Linked DNA regions of Sus scrofa: region 1 is linked to region 2. Evidence: chromatin contacts called from public HiChIP or PLAC-seq data. All regions are on one chromosome and are shown on one strand. The core of a region is the stretch at or near the end of the contact, and the rest is flanking DNA. Distances in the headings are between cores, read along the strand shown. Region 1 overlaps RAPGEF2 (rap guanine nucleotide exchange factor 2). Region 2 overlaps LOC110262100 (rap guanine nucleotide exchange factor 6-like).

What was found. HiChIP or PLAC-seq counts read pairs in DNA pulled down with a chosen protein or histone mark.
Region 1: an H3K27ac HiChIP or PLAC-seq map of alveolar macrophages shows a contact between it and region 2. The contact joins two enhancer-like sites. A contact is called at or near these places in 2 of 47 Hi-C or Micro-C datasets (epiblast stem cells and liver) and 2 of 2 datasets of contacts at active chromatin or transcription factors (alveolar macrophages and skeletal muscle).

The regions. Positions count from the first base shown.
Region 1 is chr8:48,251,519-48,254,256 of Sscrofa11.1, forward strand. All of the region lies in intron 11 of RAPGEF2 (rap guanine nucleotide exchange factor 2), which reads left to right. Among named protein-coding and RNA genes, the nearest start is that of RAPGEF2, 69 kb to the left of the region's middle. Within about 2 kb of position 1,268, at least 3 of the 83 cell types and tissues checked have an H3K27ac peak or open chromatin away from gene starts, as enhancers often do. A contact at or near this core is called in alveolar macrophages and skeletal muscle, where this site is marked.
Region 2 is chr8:48,164,662-48,167,502 of Sscrofa11.1, forward strand. It overlaps LOC110262100 (rap guanine nucleotide exchange factor 6-like), which reads left to right. Exons shown (of 7, transcript XM_021101306.1): 7 at 1-2,841. Among named protein-coding and RNA genes, the nearest start is that of RAPGEF2, 17 kb to the right of the region's middle. Within about 2 kb of position 1,425, at least 29 of the 83 cell types and tissues checked have an H3K27ac peak or open chromatin away from gene starts, as enhancers often do. A contact at or near this core is called in alveolar macrophages and skeletal muscle, where this site is marked.

The sequences.
Region 1 (2,738 bases), core at 18-2,517, 87 kb after region 2:
GCCCTGGTTCAAACCCCGGTCTGAGAACTGAGACCCCACATCAAGCTGCTGCATACTACAGCCAAAAAAATAAAAATATGTTCAAAAGCTAGAAAATGGAAAAGGAGATAATAATTAGATGTGTTGGTTTTAAAGCACTGAGGAAACCCCTTAAGCAATTTGCATTGAAGAACATGTATGACTCGTTTAAATATTTTATTATGAAGATTATTTGAAATAATACATATATGTAAAGTAATTGAAATGGAAAGAATAATTATATTTAAAAGAAGGCTCAATAAACTGTAGAATCTATTATATTGGTATGATAGATTTAATACTAGTTACTACTTCAGCTTTTCTCTCCTAGAAATCGGCGTATGTTTACAAAAAGATATTTTCTTTTGACAAAGCTACCAGAGTAATCAAGCAGATAAATCTTCTAGATATACTATTTTCCTCTCTCTCCACCCCCACACCCCGCTCTCTCTCTCTCTCTCCCTCTCTCTCCCTCTCCCTCTCCCTGTCTCTTCCTCCCTCTCCCCAACTCCCACCTCTTTCTCTCTCGAACATTATTAGTATTACAGAAGCTAAGATGCTGGATTCTGGTGGCTTGGCATCAATAGCCCAGTAGAATGATGTGGGTAGTGGGGTGGGAAGGTAGGGGGACAAGGTGAGGCAGGACGATGGTAGAAGTCAGGTCTGGTTGTCGGGTAGGGAGAGAAAGACTGCTGAGCCCAAAGTAGAGATAAAAGTCAACAGACTACATATAAAGTCAGGAAAGGTCAGAAAATGTCAGTGGCAATGAGAAAGGTCAAGAGGTCAACCAGTAAGAAGATGTGCTCAGTGGTGGAACTTTCTGAATTAAGTCTTTAATATAAAGCAGCTTCAAAAGAGTAAGAGTCCTGTATCTGTGGATGGCAGAGATGTAGGGGACAGTAGAAGTTAGCTCACCATGATAGATGTTAAAATGTGGCTGAGAAGTTCCCACTATAGCTCAGTGGGGTAAGAACTCAACATAATCTCCACGAGGATGCCAGTTCCATCCCTGGGTTAAGGATCTGGCTTTGCTGTGAGATGTAGTGTAAATCACAGATGCGGCTTGGATCCCATGTTGCTATAACTGTGGTGTATGCTGCAGCTGCAGCTCTAATTCAGCCCCTAGCCTGGGAACTTCTATATGCTGCAAGTGCAGCCCTAAAAATAAAATGTGGCTGAGAAACAGCACTGAAGAAGGCGCTCTTTGGGGCATGCCTGGCATATGGTAGTATTGAGAGCTGTCTGTGCCAGCAAGAGCCAGGTTGGCTTGTGTCCACTGTAGATGTTTCAGGTCATGTATGACATACCTTTGGCAATATAAAACCAGGTTTTTGTGGTTGAAAAATAAAATTCCACTAATAAGGTGAGGTTTTAATGTTTCACAGAAAATCAATCCTTTCTTTATATGCATGCACTTAATACACATTTAAATCTGTTGTGGGCTTACCTGTGAATTTTGAAGAATTTATACTAAAATCATCTTTAGTCTTGTCCTTACTTATTTGCCTGTGTAATTTCCACTTCCCCCCAAAAGAGAGGGAGAGTGCTGCTAGATTTTTTTTTTCATAGCTATTAAAAATGGTAGGTATTATGCTTAAGCTATATCATCTGAAAGCCTAATTGATGCCAAGTGTCTTAATTTTATTTATGACACCTTGATTTACATCCCAGCCTCATTATGATCTTCTTTTTCCTTTTTTCAAGGTATTTATACAAATCAGAGCTATAACTGTTTGCTTGTGATCTAGTTATTCTGCGTGTGCTTATTGTTGTATTATGACCATTTGCTTGTGATCTAGTTATTGTGTGTTTGTGTGTGCTTATTGTCATATTCTGATGCTTTGTTTTGAAAAGAGTTGACCTTTCAAATCTGGAAATAATGTTTTAATGTATTATTAAATCATGTCTCAAGAGTTGTCCCAAAGCTTTTATAAATGGAATTGAGTCTATCGCTATCAACATGAAGCAGTATTTCTTTCGAAACTTAAACGTTTAACTAGAAATTCTGAGTAGAGAGTTAAAAGTAAAAGTGACTCATTGGATTTCCATTGCTGCTTCTTTTGACACCAGGAAATGTCACCACACACCACTGCTTTTTTATGCCCTTTATAATTAAGAAATAATGTCCGTGTCAGGCTTTCTTTACATCTGACTTCATCCATGATCTCATTTATTTCTCTGAAACGTTGGAGAATGAAATTGGGGAAGTTTGATTTTTTTTTCCCTATTCATTTTGCTCAATTTCTTCAGTTCTTAATGATAAGATGATAAAACAGCTTATCATTCTGAGGCAGAAATCATCATTTGAGTGACTAAATGCCTTTATAAAAATGTACTTTTTCTTAAATCTACTTCCATGACTATCATCTTTTCTTGAATATATTTCTGTACTCAGAAACTATGCTAATGTTTGTTATGATTTGTCTAGTTAAAAAGACATAGATTTTAGGGAAACATACTATGTCCTTAAGAAACATAAATTGGGGAGTTCCCTGGTGGCCTAGCAGTTAAGAATCCAGTGTTGTTACAGCTGTGGAATGGGTTTGATCCCTGGCCTGGGAACTTCTTCATGCCATGGGCGCAACCAAAATGAGAAAAGAAGTTGAGTTGTATATACTTTGGCAGTAGTTGCTCTTCTAATTTACAATCCAATATATTAGTGATGTTTTTATATTAACTGCAAGTTTTATGCAATATGGTTTATTTATTGTCTGTATCTA
Region 2 (2,841 bases), core at 175-2,674:
TGCAGTGTTTGTGTGATTATACATATTTATTTGACATTAGACTTAATGACTTAGGCTATTGTTCTTGCATTAGAAATAGGCAGTATTTTCCCTCATATCATGGCTTTGCTTTGGCACTGATTATTTAATTTTTTACTGAGGTCTTCCTAGTTTGGCCCAATATTTGCTACTTAACAGTAAGAACATGTGTTTTGTATAATATATCAATGAATATTAAGGTCTTAGAATTTTAACTTGTAACAATCAGTTCCTATCATATCCCACTTGACTAATTTATTCATATGATATTTAAAATCTGTTTATATGCATATACAGAAATTATTCAAATATGGGGAATTTAATTACTGGAATATTTTTATTCTTCATTTTTATCTTTCATCAAGCATTTGTTTAATTGAATCTTAAAACCTTTGTCTTCAATATTGTCATCAGTGCCTCTGAATTATAATAGAATGGAATTTCAGAAAATTTGTGTATTCCATTTCTTATCTCATAGGAAAGTTCAATTAGTATTTTCATTTACATATTTTATTCATTTAGTGAATATTTATTGAGTGCCTATCTTATGTCAGGTATGTGCCAGACTCCTTGGCTATAAAGGTCTACAAGCAGACAGAAGCTGCCCTCATTGACCTTATGGTCTCGCACAGAACAGATAAATAAATGGGCAGCTAAAGCAGAGGAAAATCCAGGTAGTATGGAGGCTCAGAAACACAGCATCTTGAGGAATTGGGTGTGGCTCCTCAAATGGCCTTAGTTTCCTGGCTCAGGGGAAAATCTTTAATAGAGGAAAGCCCAGTAGAGACGTGAAAACAGAATTGAGGAGTAAAGAATGGAAAACAGAGATATGGTTAGACTCTTACGGTCATTAGATGCAAAAAACTCCACATATTTTGATAAATACCAATATGTTTTTGTGGTATGCATGCCTGCTGTTTTATATTTACATCAGAGTCTTTTAAAGAGAAGTGTCAAAAGTATCCTTTGCTTGTCATGCTTATTATCAGCAGGTTTACTGGCCCCTCTTCACCTAGATCATGTTGCACTGTAAAATCCTGCAGGAAGCTCCCTGGAAAGGTCTTTGAACAATAGGTGGCCGGAACAGCCCTGAGCCACACGTGCTGCCATTTCTGGCAAAATGCAGCATGTGAAAGCTGCTGCAGTGGTCTCTATCTCCTTGCTTTGGGGGGACTGTTTCTCTTTCTTGCAGTTATAATCAGGTATTTATGTTGATTTAATATATACAGATTGAAAAATTACACTATGGAGAGTATGTTTAGAAATTGAAATGTAAATCAGGAGATAGTGTAAAAAATGATTTATTTCTTGCTATTAAGAGCGTGCATTGCAGATTCATGCAAGGCAGTTGAGAGTAGTGTGCTGTGTGCTGTTTACACAAGTTTCAGCTTCTGTTAGAGGATGTCTATTTTTATATATTACATCATCGCTGCTGCAGAACTCCCGTGGCTGCTGGGATTTACTGTTCTTTCATTCCATTCTGAAAGAAAGCTTGTATTGATGTCATAATTGGACCCATCTTTTGGTTGCACTTGGAAATTGAAAGTAATAAGGGTGTTGTGTAGCAAGTCATGCAATATTTCAAGTAGTTTATTTGTCAGAAAGATCACTGCCACTTTGTCCTGCCTCTAATTGTGAACACTGGTGGCTCTCTGTGCCTGCACATGTTTTAAATACACTTGGCTAAAATTTAACTTTTAGTCTCAACAGCAAAGATCCTTTCATCTTCAGCTGTTTCATTTATGTGATTCTTTCTTTCTTAGGAGATTTTGCAGTGCTAATATGCTGATTTGAAAAATGTCTCTTTTCTTTGGAAAAAATCTACTTTGATATTCAGATCTACTTCTTATAAGTGCAGAATCGACCTTTTACAATTAAGTTATCAGTTCTAAGTTGTCTGTTTGTACTATTTGAAATATTAGGTGATTGGGTATTCTCCTTTGATTTTGCATCCTATGTTAAAACACCTTTCTATCAGCTAAAAGATATTGTTGACTGGCCTCTGGAAGAAACTCTAGCATGTTATTCAATGTATGAATGTTAAGTTTACATCACTTGTGAAATGAAGATTTTAATGTTTCATATTAATTTTAAGATGCTATACTACTATATTGTGTACATATTTATGTGTATAAATGTTCCTCCTTATAGTCTCTCATAAAATCAGTCATTATCCATATCTCACAAGTAAATTTTCTCCCTTCTTTAAAAAAATTAATTAGGAATGAATTTACACATTAAAAAAATAACAGCTTATTGAGTTACAATTCACATACAGTTCACCTATTTAAAGTGCATAATTTGGTGTTTCTTTTTTTTATTAAAAAACATGTAAATTTATCATCTTAACCATTAAGTGTATAGTTCAGTAATGTAAAGAATATCAGAGATAGTGACTGACTTGAAGGTACTCAGTTCACAGGTGTACCTTGCAGCCTTTGTGATTGTTTAAATTACACATAGGCTGAGAAATAACTTTAAGATATTTTGGAAAAAAATAATTAAAATTTACTAGAAAAAAATAGGCTTCCTGAGCAATCGTTTATATTAGAGAGATTTCTTATAGGCTTAGTGTGGGTCAGTAGCCTTTTATTTTTTCCTAGGTCGTCTTCTCTTTTGAGTGGAATACTGGTGGTATTGGATGTGGTATGGGATTTAGAATTGCTAGCCTAGAGGAGAAATGATGTGACCACAGAGTGGGCCAGATCTGAAACACAAGTTGCTACTTGGAATAAACGGTGGAATAATTCCAAAAGGAAGGATTTGAAGGTGAAAAAGGAAGTATTCAGGTGTCTTGCTTTCTATTCAATGTCTGTGAGGATA